2 separate regions of the Mus musculus genome follow, and region 1 is linked to region 2. Evidence: chromatin contacts called from public Hi-C data. All regions are on one chromosome and are shown on one strand. The core of a region is the stretch at or near the end of the contact, and the rest is flanking DNA. Distances in the headings are between cores, read along the strand shown. Region 1 overlaps Plcb1 (phospholipase C, beta 1). Region 2 overlaps Plcb1 (phospholipase C, beta 1).

Evidence for each region. A called contact is a pair of places that touch in the nucleus more often than the background predicts.
Region 1: a Hi-C map of the N1E-115 cell line shows a contact between it and region 2, with 8 times the contacts expected there. The contact joins two enhancer-like sites. A contact is called at or near these places in 9 of 484 Hi-C or Micro-C datasets (the N1E-115 cell line, cerebral cortex, embryonic fibroblasts and 5 more).

The regions. Positions count from the first base shown.
Region 1 is chr2:135,437,283-135,443,189 of GRCm38.p6, forward strand. The region is part of intron 31 of Plcb1 (phospholipase C, beta 1); the gene reads left to right. Among named protein-coding and RNA genes, the nearest start is that of Gm31993, 100 kb to the right of the region's middle. Within about 2 kb of position 2,644, at least 73 of the 459 cell types and tissues checked have an H3K27ac peak or open chromatin away from gene starts, as enhancers often do. A contact at or near this core is called in the N1E-115 cell line, where this site is marked.
Region 2 is chr2:135,359,343-135,365,285 of GRCm38.p6, forward strand. Plcb1 (phospholipase C, beta 1) reads left to right here. Exons shown (of 32, transcript NM_001145830.1): 24 at 312-444; 25 at 3,042-3,095; 26 at 5,426-5,645. Among named protein-coding and RNA genes, the nearest start is that of 4930545L23Rik, 150 kb to the left of the region's middle. Within about 2 kb of position 2,864, at least 2 of the 459 cell types and tissues checked have an H3K27ac peak or open chromatin away from gene starts, as enhancers often do. A contact at or near this core is called in the N1E-115 cell line, where this site is marked.

The sequences.
Region 1 (5,907 bases), core at 1,394-3,893, 78 kb after region 2:
GCAAGTCAATATGACTCCAGTCCACAGTGCCTTAGATTTTAAGTTGATGGGAATTCCAGGGCTATGTAGGTTCACACCCTGATAGTTTGCCTTCATCACCAGAGTTAATGCTACCCACCAGATGTTACAGCCCTGGGCATCCATCCTCGTTCACCATCCTTTATGCTTTCTGCTTCTTTGCTGCTTCTTACTCATTCTGTCATCTCATTCATATTGAGGTTATGAAGTGTCACTACTAAATTCTGGCTAATGTCATTAGTGAAAATCTTCTGATTAGGTCTCCCAAAAGCAGCAAGATCAATCATTTCTGAGCCCTTAATTATAGACCTTGAAAGAAATCTCCCTGTTGAGCCAAGTATAGTGGTTATCTCCTATAATCCTAACTCTTGGAAGACAGGAAAACCAGGAATTCATGTTTAGCCTCAGCTATATAGAGATTTGAAGCCAGCTTGAACTGCTTGAGACATTATCTCAAAAATAGGAGTAATAAATTAATTAATTAAAAAAGAAATTCTCATTATTACAAAGAGCTCCTCTTTATCAATAATAAAGCAATCCTCCAAGACAGTGCTAAGGAAAGCCAGTTAACTGTATGCAGTGTGAGTCTAACACTGGCCATGCTCAGTGACATTATCTCTCTGGGTCTGACTTGAGGACCCCATCCCAGGAAGTAGTACAGAACTGGCCATATGCTGGTGTTCTCCGGCTAAGTTTGCAGTCCTGGGAAATATGTTCTTACCACTTCCTTGTCATCAGTAGAGGGTTAGTCACATAAGAAATGTGTGAGCAGGCACCCCAGTGTGCCCCTTCTAGGATAGATGAGTTGGGTGAGAGAAGTAGCACTTTCACATCCAAAGGCATGAAAGTTCCAGTAATCATCAGACATCTGCAAGCACCGTGTGAGCTCTGATTTCATTTCTCTCTACACACTGTTCCTGTTCTACTATAATAACAGTCATTCCTGCCTCCCCAGGGCTACCTACTGTAATGGTATCAGAAACACAGTAAACAGAAAATCGCATCCATCCAGCCCTGGGGAGCCCAGGAATGATAGAAGTGAGCTTTTATCACTTCCATCGTCTGGTGGTCAGAAGTTTCACTGTGTCAGTCTACAAGATAATAGTTCCTAGAACCGATGGGATGCTGAGAGCCAGGGAGGTCACCTACATTTTGAATGTAAATACTCCAGTAATAAGTCCCTCTAAGGATAATAGGAAAAACATGTATTTGAAAACTTCTCAAGAACTCATACTATACCACACCACACACACACCACACCATATACACCACACATATACCAAACACATACACCAAACACACATACCACACATATACACACACAAAACAAACATAACAAACACACATACCACATACACACACACACACACACACACACACACACACATACACACATACACACACACACACACATTTCATTCAGGCAATGATGGGGATCCAACAGTCCATTCAACACTAATTTGTTACAGTTAGAATAAGTGGGTCTACATGTCATAACCTGGGTTAAACACTATTTAGTGAGTGGTTTCCCCCTGCCCGATATGACCAAGAGCCATAATTGAGTAGAAGTATAGAATGTACAGCCTCGCCAGGGCAACAAAGTAAGCCAAACAATGCAGGGTGGCTATGTCTGTAGTAATGGTAGTGGAGTTGTTGATACTCTCTAGCAGAGAAAGCTGTAGAGGTCTCCCATAAGACCCTTGCCTGCAACTCTACCTGTTAACTCCTGCTGTCACCAGCTGTGTGGTCTTAGGTGAGAGCTAAAGTACACAGTAGATGAACTGTTTTGAAAGGACTAGTCCATAGTGCACTTCCTTGACACCCGTGCTGGTGCGGGGTTTTCAGTGATGTGCAGCAGGTGAGCTGTGCACATTCTTGTAAAAAAAAAAAAAAAAAAAAAAAAAAAAAAAAAAAAAAGGCCTTTGCGCACAGTCCTAAAGAGTAACCTCCATGAACTCATTGGCTCACCAAGCAGGACTTTGGTAGAATCATTCCTCTAGTGTGTCAATGTCCTGTGTGAGGTGAGTAGACACTTGATAACATCTCCCCCAGGAAGTAGCTCAGGACTCTAAGGCTAGAGATGCTGAACCAGGAAAGATCTCTCAAATCCAGAGTTTAAGATCAGCCTGGCCAACATAGTGAGACCTCGTTTCCAATAAGACGGGATAGGAAGGACCCAAAGAGCAACTCCAACTTGAGAAACTATGAAAACATATGCCTATTAAGGATTTTCAAAAACAGTGTAGGGAAGAGGAAAGATAAAGCCTGTTTCTCTGACTGAATCTAAACATGTATTGGCCAGGAGTACAAAGCATGAGAAATAGTTCAATACATTATTTCCCCACTAGAGGGCAAAAATGACTCCACTATGCCAGGCTTTTCAGGATCCACAGTCAAAATGATTAATCATGGGGAGGCCAAAACAAGAAGCCTGAGAGAAAAAGAAAACAAGAACGAACGAACGGATGAGCATGCAAATGCAAAATCAACACGTTTGAACTTGAACTTTCCAGGACAGGGTGAGTTGTGGAAAAGGTCCTCTTCCAAACACTCTTCCCATTCTCCCTTTCACTTCCCAGGTTTTCTAATCCTCATTCTGCAATCCTCACTGGCACTCACTGGTGCGGGACCAGATCAGATAGATCTAGTGGGTGGGACTTTTCTCAGCACAGCAGGAGTCTTGGTGATTAGAAAGGCAAAGACTCTTATAAAATGGTCACAGCTCCAGTGGCCCTGTGCCAGCTGCAGGGGCTCCCTGACTTTTTCCCCTCGAGGAATCTTCCAGTAAAGCTGCAGCATTTACTGAAATAAAAGTACTGGTGGGTGAGGTGGCTCTTGGTAACATCTCTTTTCTCTCCCTGCTCTACCATGGCTCAGCCCCTTCCAGCCTCCCCAAGACTTAACCAAGATTACAGAAAGATTCCAGACCAGAAATGTGTTGTGTTTGGGAGAGGGAGGAGAAGAGGGAAATTCATGATGAAGCCTCGTTGCCTTTAAACTATTTATAATAAATTTCCACTAGAAAAGAGCCTTTGGCAGACAATCATTTTCTTCTGCTGCAGCATGACCAAATACAGTAAGTATTCAAAATGAAAAACTGAAAGGCAAGAAGAGGAGCCTACAGCTGGGGCAGGCTGTTTTCAGATCTCACACTAGTAGATGAGAGGAAACCAGGAGGGGAGCCCCACCTCAGCCCCAGTATCTCCCATTTTGCTGCTCTGAAGGGCTAGGAAGCCTTCTCCATTAGACAAGCCTCCTTCGTGCTTCACCTTAATTTTCCTCGCATAATTTTAAATACAGATCATGTCTACAGCGCAGCAATTAATGGATAGCCTAAAGACTTATTATTTCCAACTAATTGATATGTAGGAAAAGTTTAAATAACATAACAGGGATAGGGAAAATTTGAAATGATGTGTGCTCAGTGCATTTAGAGTTTGTTGGAGGTAGCGAAAAACACCTGAAGGAAAAGGGATGTGACCTAATGGAGAATTGATACAGGAATCTCCCTTTAATGTTTGTGAGCATATGGATGGAGAAGTGGCTCAAATATCACAAAATGGAGTTAAGATGTTGACAGGTTCTCTCCCACTCACCCCCGACCCCTGTTCTAAGATGCCTTACCAGAGAAATGGGGTTGAGACTGTATTTTGAACAATGTTGTTGGTAAGGAGGTAGAAATAAGAAAAAGAGGCCAGCATTTCCATCCTAATTTTTTGTTCTCCCTTGACACCAGCTGGAGGTGGAAGTCTCCAAGGTCAAGTTGACTTAGCTGCCATAGACCCTACCCCAAACGACCACCACCTCCATGTCCAAGGTCCCAGCAAAATAATGCAATGCATCACATTCCTGGCAAGTGTAGAATCTGCCACATGGACTAGTGACTTTTCAAAATTCACTAGTTCTATTTTTCTGCTTCTTTGGTTTTGTTTTGGTGGCAGTCTCCTGCCCACATGTAGCTCAGACTGACTTCAACTTCTCAATGGAATTGAGAGTGACCTTCCTTCCTCCTCTCTCATTCTCCACCCTTACCTCCTGAGGTCAGGTGATAGGCCTGCCCCACCACACCCAGTTCTAACTCTGAACTGCATGTAGTAGGTAGCCCTATGCTACATTTTAAGAATTGGAAAACATTCTTTGTTTACAACTTTCCCTTCTTGATGTCTCATGAAAGATCCTATTAGTATATTTCTAATATATTATTTTCCTGTAAAAATTTACAACACAAATCTCTCCTCTCTCCTCCCCTCCCCTCCCCTCCCCTCCCCTCCCTTCTCCTCTCCTCTCCTCTCCTCTCCTCCCCTCCCCTCCCCTCCCCTCCCTTCCCTTCTCCTCTCCACTCCTCTCCTCTCCTCCTCTCCTCTCCTCTCCTCTCCTCTCCTCTCCTCTCCTCTCCTCTCCTCTCCTCTCCTCTCCTCTCCTCTCCTCTCCTCTCCCTTTCTTCTCCTTTCTGTCTTTTTCCACTTTCAACCTTCCAAGGTTACCAGGAATTTGAATCTTGTTTGTACAATTTTTATACTTTTTAAGTTCACATAGGTTTTCTATATCACATGTACATGTCTTTCTATAACATTATATAGTTTGGGATATTGAGTTTTAAGGTGTGTGTGTGTGTGTGTGTGTGTGTGTGTATGTATGTGTGTGTGTGTGTGTGTGTGTGTTGCTTCAGTTGAATCAAATGGCATCCTATAACATTAGAAGTACTGTACTAAAGTATGATAGTGTATAGTAAAGTATACTGATAGATATTATATATAACCTTTACACAATTTTCACTTTGAAATGTGCACATATACTCTTCAAAGCCATTCTAGAGCTTTTGGAGTTGCAGTAGTTACAATAGCCCCAAACTAGGACTAGCACAATGGCTATCACCTGTTCCAGGCTGAGATAAAATGTGACTGGTTCATACAACTGAATATAGTCTACCAATAAGAATGTATAAGCCACAGTGGCACACAACAAAATGTGGCCAAATTACAATATTACACTGTTGATATGATGTTTCCTTTCTTGGTATGTGGGTGCTGATTAAATGGACATGTTGACTTGTCAGACAACACTCGTGATCTGTGGAGATGCTGCATCTGTTAGTTGTTGTAGCTAAATAACAAATAGCATTTCAAACAATGGCATAAAGTCAGAAATGTACAGTTTTTCATGAGTTGGTGATATAGAAAAATCTGGTCTTAGGGCTTCTTGTTGGTGTATATAGCCTAGCCCCTCCTTCCTATTATAGCAGGCTGTACAAGGCTCCAAAATGGCCTTCTTTGCAACAGCTTGGTTTTGTTTTCTTTTGTTTTGTTTTATTTGTTTTTTTTTTTTTTTTTTTTCATTTTTTTTTATTAGGTATTTAGCTCATTTACATTTCCAATGCTATACCAAAAGTCCCCCTTACCCACCCACCCCCACTCCCCTACCCACCCACTCCCCCCCTTTGGCCCTGGCGTTCCCCTGTACCGGGGCACACAAAGTCTGCGTGTCCAATGGGCCTCTCTTTCCAGTGATGGCCGACTAGGCCATCTTTTGATACATATGCAGCTAGAGTCAAGAGCTCAGGGGTACTGGTTAGTTCATAATGTTGTTCCACCTATAGGGTTGAAGTTCCCTTTAGCTCCTTGGGTACTTTCTCTAGCTCCTCCATTGGGAGCCCTGTGATCCATCCATTAGCTGACTGTGAGCATCCACTTCTGTGTTTGCTAGGCCCCGGCATAGTCTCACAAGAGACAGCTACATCTGGGTCCTTTCAGTAAAATCTTGCTAGTGTATGCAATGGTGTCAGCATATGGAAGCTGATTATGGGGTGGATCCCTGGATATGGCAGTCTCTACATGGTCCATCCTTTCATCTCAGCTCCATACTTTGTTTCTGTAACTCCTTCCATGGGTG
Region 2 (5,943 bases), core at 1,614-4,113:
CCTTTGTTTGCATTAAACGTTGCTGTTCTCTCATTTGATGGAAGCATCTAGGGAGATCCAGAGGCAGTGTGGGAAGGCTTTATTCAGGAGCATGAGAAAGTTGGAGTGGAAACAGAGCACATTGTGCAATTAACCTGACACTTCTTGATTTCACACTATGCTGAGTTAATCTTGCTTTCTTGACAGTTTCAAATTTGGTATTTCAGACTCCAGAGGAATTTTGAAAATGCCATAATGTGTAGCCTTACTGTTACAGGAAGAAAATAAAAGCAGTATGAAGCAGAAAGTTAAAAAGATGTTTATGATCTTAGGCTGACCCTGGAGAAACATCTTCCGAGGCTCCAAGCGAAACCAGGACAACGCCAGCAGAGAATGGGGTGAATCACACCGCATCCCTTGCACCCAAGCCGCCTTCCCAGGCTCCACACAGCCAGCCTGCTCCAGGTAAACAGCGGGACAGTGCCATTTGCTAGCTCTCCAACCTTCAGCTTCTGGGCACTTCTGCGGGCCCAGAAGCTATGGCTGAGGGATATAAGCAGACTATAAGTGATATGGGTGGGCAGGTGGCAGGATGGACACATGGTTGACTGTTACCAAGCCTCACAGATACTCACCTGGCTCTGCTGAGAACCTAAAACCCACCTGTGTCATTGGTTGTTATTTGGGGGTGAATTATGATCCATCCACTAATAGAGTTTGAGTTTGTGAAGAGTTCTACAAACAACTTACCAGTATGCCTTAGAAGCACTTTCTTGCTTCCACTTCAAGGCTCTGCCACCACCTGATTTTCCAGTAACCTTAAATGTCCTCTTATGCTAGGCTGTCTGCTAGAGTGTGCATTTGAGTTAGGTCATCTCATCATCCCAGTCCTCAGCAGGGTGCATTCTATAGTTTCATTTGGGAGATGATGAAGCACTTCCTGAAGGACACAATGCCAGAGAAGGGAAGCCAGGTCAGAGGGCGTATGGTACTACTAAAGTGCTTGCTTTTAGCTTCCGTTCTTCACCCAAATCATTTCAATGCCTCTCATGTTAGCATTTCAACTCACTCTCCTTAATTGAGTGTATGTATGGTGTGTGTGTGTGTGTGTGTGTGTGTGTGTGTGTGTGTGTGTGTGTGTGTATGTGGTAGTGTTTGTCTCTCTGTGTATGATATGTATGTGTCTGTGTGTTTGTATGTGTATATATGTATGTGTATGTGTGTATGAGTACTGTGATGGTGATGGTGTGTATGTCTGTTATGTATGTGTGTGTGTATGTATGTGTGTGTATATATATATATATATGTGTGTGTGTATGCACATATATATGTGGGGTGGCATTTGTGTATATGTATGTGCATGTGTGAGGGGTGTGGTGGTAGTGATGATGATGTGTGTGTATGATATGTATGTGTCTATGTTTGTATGTATGTATATATGTATGTGTGAGTGCTGTGGTGGTGGTGTGTGTGTGATATATATGTGTGTTTGTATGTATGTATGTGTGTGTATATGTGTGTGTGTGTGCTTGTATGTGTAATGTGTGGTGTGTATATATGTGTATGTGTGAGTGGTGTGGTGATGGTGGTAGTAATGGTGTGTGTGTGTGTGTGTGTGTGTGTGTGTGTGTGTGTTTTTGTGTTTCTCTTAACAGACAGAAGCCATCCTGAGAGCAAGTTGAGCTTCATGCATCCTCTGTAATCACTCACTTCCAAGAAGTGGCATGCATTTGAGCCATCTAGTTGAGTCAGTTAATAAAACAGGAGGGGGATAACATAAAACATGAGAGTGTGACTCTGTGCCCGTTTTCTTCTCTGTCATAGTGGAACATGGAATTGGTGAAATACAGATCTTCTCACTGATGGGCAAGGCTGCTTTTTCAGAGAATATGTTTTATAAATACAAATCCTTCTTCATTTGTATCAACCATGCATTCACTGATCCTCTACTCCTATGAAATCAATAATAGGAGAGAGTGAACCATAACAGGACACGGCATTTCCAAATGATTATTATCTACCACATGCAAACACTTTCAGGGCTTCTGAACTGAGCTTATTGCTTCTGGGAATAAAAGAGAATTTGCCATTTTAACATCTTGATTTTTAAGTGATACTCAAAAAATAATTTGGCTTACAGGAAACAGTTAAAAATATTACAGACTCTGTGATGCAAACTCTCCTTTCCCGCTAAAGTCAGCAAGAACACAGTAAGCTTTCAAAACAAGTTAGTCTTCTGTAAGCTTGGCCTGCCTTGCACCAGGGTCTATTGATTGTCCTAGATTTGCACCCAGGGTCCCACAGTGAGAGCACTTGCTCATCATGTCTCCACGATCACCTTCCTTCTGTAACAGCTCCCAACTCTCTCTTGTTTCTCATACCCCTGATATTTTATTATTTTTCAAAATGTCCCTTGCTTCCTTTGAGCTGCCTCAATGTTTTCTTGTCATTAATCTGGGCTTCTGTTTTGATGCTGTGCCCTTCTTAATGCATCTTGGTGGGGACAGGTAATGTTGCCATGTCCCAACCCTAGGTCAAAATGGCTTCCCTCTGAAAGTTTTGCTTCCCACTCCTCTGTGTAGAAGCATTTTGAGGGTGTGTAATACCTGTTACACCTCACACTTGGCACAGTGATCATGAAGTTGATTGGTCTTTGGTCAGCATTCACTCTTTAATCATGTCATTCCTGATCTTGCCAGAAGGTGGCAGTAGTATTGCTGAGATTGAATTTCTTGTTTTGGTTCAAGTAGAGGGATGTCTCCCTATCTATGGAGAATGCCCGTAGTTACTCATCAGCATAGCATTGAATCCAAGTTACAAACTAAAGAGGTTTTACTGTAATTATGTTGTAAACAACTTTCTACAACTTTTTAGCCATCTCTCTAAAGAGACTTAGAATTTGGGGGCACAGGGGCAGGACCCCCCCAGTCCTGGAGATGAAACCCAGATGGCCAAGTGCTCTTCTACCCCGGGGCTGCACCTCCATCCACAAACATGCTTGGAAAATGAGATAGAAATTTGGAAGATAAAGAAGGCCATCTCTTTGATCTTTTTGGTTGCAGGGTCTGTGAAGGCACCTGCCAAAACAGAAGATCTGATCCAGAGCGTGTTAACAGGTGAGCATAAACCATTTTTCCTCATGGAATTTGCCACATGAACATTGCACAGTAAGTGTACAGAGGGGAGAAGAAACCCGGCCTTGGATTACACCTAGTCAGGGACAGTTTCCAGAAGATGTCACGGCTCCTGGCAGTCCTCTGCCTTTTCCCTGGTGTTTACCATGACTGAAACGTGTCAGCTTTGCAAGAATGTGCAGGGCTGCAGATTGGGGATATGTAAACTTTATCCACACAGCTATATTTCACCAAAAATACATAAATCATTCCTAGAAATTATGAAGAACTTACAAGGCAACAAAGCACGTTTTTAAAGGGCTTCCATGGGAAGCAATACAATGCTGATGAAGAAAACAAGATACTGAAATGTTATCTAAAAATCTGCAAGTGTATACACACAGGGTCTGCACCGCACCCTATCTGTGGCTATCTCTGAACAGTTCACCCATTAGTGATATGTGTCTTTATGCAGATGAGCATTACTTTTTACATTTGGGGATATTCCCAAGGGATAGTCTTTTACCCGGAGGCTTTTTCAAAGACAGGTTAGACTGTCTTTTTCTTAGAGGGTTGGAGCACGGGGAGTTCTGTTTCTAGACTGTTTGTGGCTCATGTTCTAGGTTCTCATGAGGTGGAATCGGCTACCAGAAAATGCAGAAGTTTCTCAGGATTATAAATTCTTAATGCAGCCATTATTACGCAACTGTCTGAAGTCAGTTTGAACCTGAGGGAAACTGTTAAATAAATGTATCTAGTTCTCTCCACAACTTCTTCCTTCAATAAGAAGAAAAAGTAGTTGTCAGGACAGACACACAGTAAGAGAAGGAAGCACTGTTTAAAGGCCTTGGTGTTTAGCAACAGAAATTACCATTCCAGCTTCCCTGTTTATGCACAGCCCGTTTCTATCCAGGTTTGCTATGGTTTCTGATATATATTATTTCTGAACCTCTTGACAGTTCCAAATATTTATGGTATCTTTTGTGGTGTTGTTCCTAAAACAGAAAGTTCAAATCAAGAAATGGAAACATGTGAACTCTGACTTAGCTGGGTCCAAATAAATGATAATTCATTGAAGTTGAGACACCATACATTGAAAGGCTCCCCAAAACCCCATTCTTGTAATTCTAGAGAAAGCAATAGAGAAGCTAGTGTGGGATCTTGACTTCAGAAGTGAGAACTCATTTTACAAATGCTTATTATAGAAGTGATGGAGTGTGCCTATGTAGTGATTTAAGATCAGACTTTGTCACATTGACCATTTTTTTCCTCAACATTGGATAAAACACTACAGTCATACAGGTGGCCCTAGCCCTGCTGGAGCCTTTGTGAAAGTTAGATTAAAGGACACTTTCTTGGCACACCTGACTGTCATATCCCCTGATATGTAGGGAGAAACCTACGGTGTGTCCCTTGTCAGTGCATCCCCTGAATGACGCTGAACCTGTGTGATCATTTGCTAAGTCGCTTTAGCAGTGGCTGTCAACTCGTGGGTCATGACTCCTCCAGCAAACCTCCATTTCTAGAAATATTTACATTATGATTCATGACAGTAGCAGAATTATAGTTATGAAGTAGCAGCAAAAAACAATTTATGGTTGGGGATTACCACAACATGAAAAATTAAAGGTCCACATCATTAGGAAGGTTGAGAACCACTGATCTAAGGCATGGTACCAAAAACAACAAAACACTTTCCATGATTTTTATTTTATTTAACCATCAGACCAGCCTTTAGTAGAAATGCCATCATCCCTAAGAAGGATGAAGTTGGGGCCTGCTCCATTTTCCTCTGATGTGATATGTTCTGTTCCCGGGCATAGTGAGGCTAGGTTATTAACTCTGCTTCTCTGCAGAATTTTCCTCTATATAAAGGGAAATCTTCTTTTGATCATCCCAAATTCACAAGAAGCTGGCCTTCATGGGGAGACCAGACCCGGTGTGCCATGCACACCTTGGGTTCTCGTAGGATTGTTCAGAAGTCATACTGAAATTGATGTGCGTGCTTTTGCTTGGTTGTTTCCACTGCTGATCTACTTTCCCTCTCCTCAGCTCACAAGGAGCCACAGGCACACAAATCCCCATTCTAGACTCTCCTTCTGGGAAAACCAAACTTAAAGCCCCAAAGAAGGAACTCGCTCTCTGCAATGTTTTGTTAGCACAGTCGTTAGCTAGTGGCCAGAGCAGTTTACTGACAGTTCTGACATCTAGGCTGTGCTCTTCAGCCACTCTTGGAAGGAATAAGCTGTTCCTCTCTGAACAGGATGCCACTGTCCCTACCCCTGGACTCTCAGCCACTCTGTCACTCAGCTCCTAACGCTCCTCTGTTGCAGAAGTAGAGGCGCAAACCATCGAAGAGCTCAAGCAACAGAAATCGTTCGTGAAACTTCAAAAGAAACACTACAAAGAAATGAAAGACCTGGTGAAGAGACACCACAAGAAAACCACGGAGCTCATTAAGGAGCACACGACCAAGTACAACGAGATTCAGAATGACTACCTGAGAAGGAGGGCAGCCTTGGAGAAGTCCGCCAAAAAGGACAGCAAGAAGAAGTGAGTCCATAAAGAGATGCTGCCCTGGCGGGGGGTTGATGGTTTATATGCTGTGATGCCACAGGGAGCAAAGTCACTCCACAGGCTCCACCCTGCCCTTCTTGAGTATTTTCAGTTCACAGTTGCTTATAAGCTAAATTTAGTTCCCTCCTTCCTACCTTCCCTCTCTTCTCCCCTCCCCGCTTTCCAGGCTAGTCTTGGCTGGCTGAATTCCTGTGACCCTTCTTTCTCTGGTCTTGGCATAGCTAGTACTTTGGGTATGGATTTCTTCATTTGAACAAATTCTGGGGTAGATATA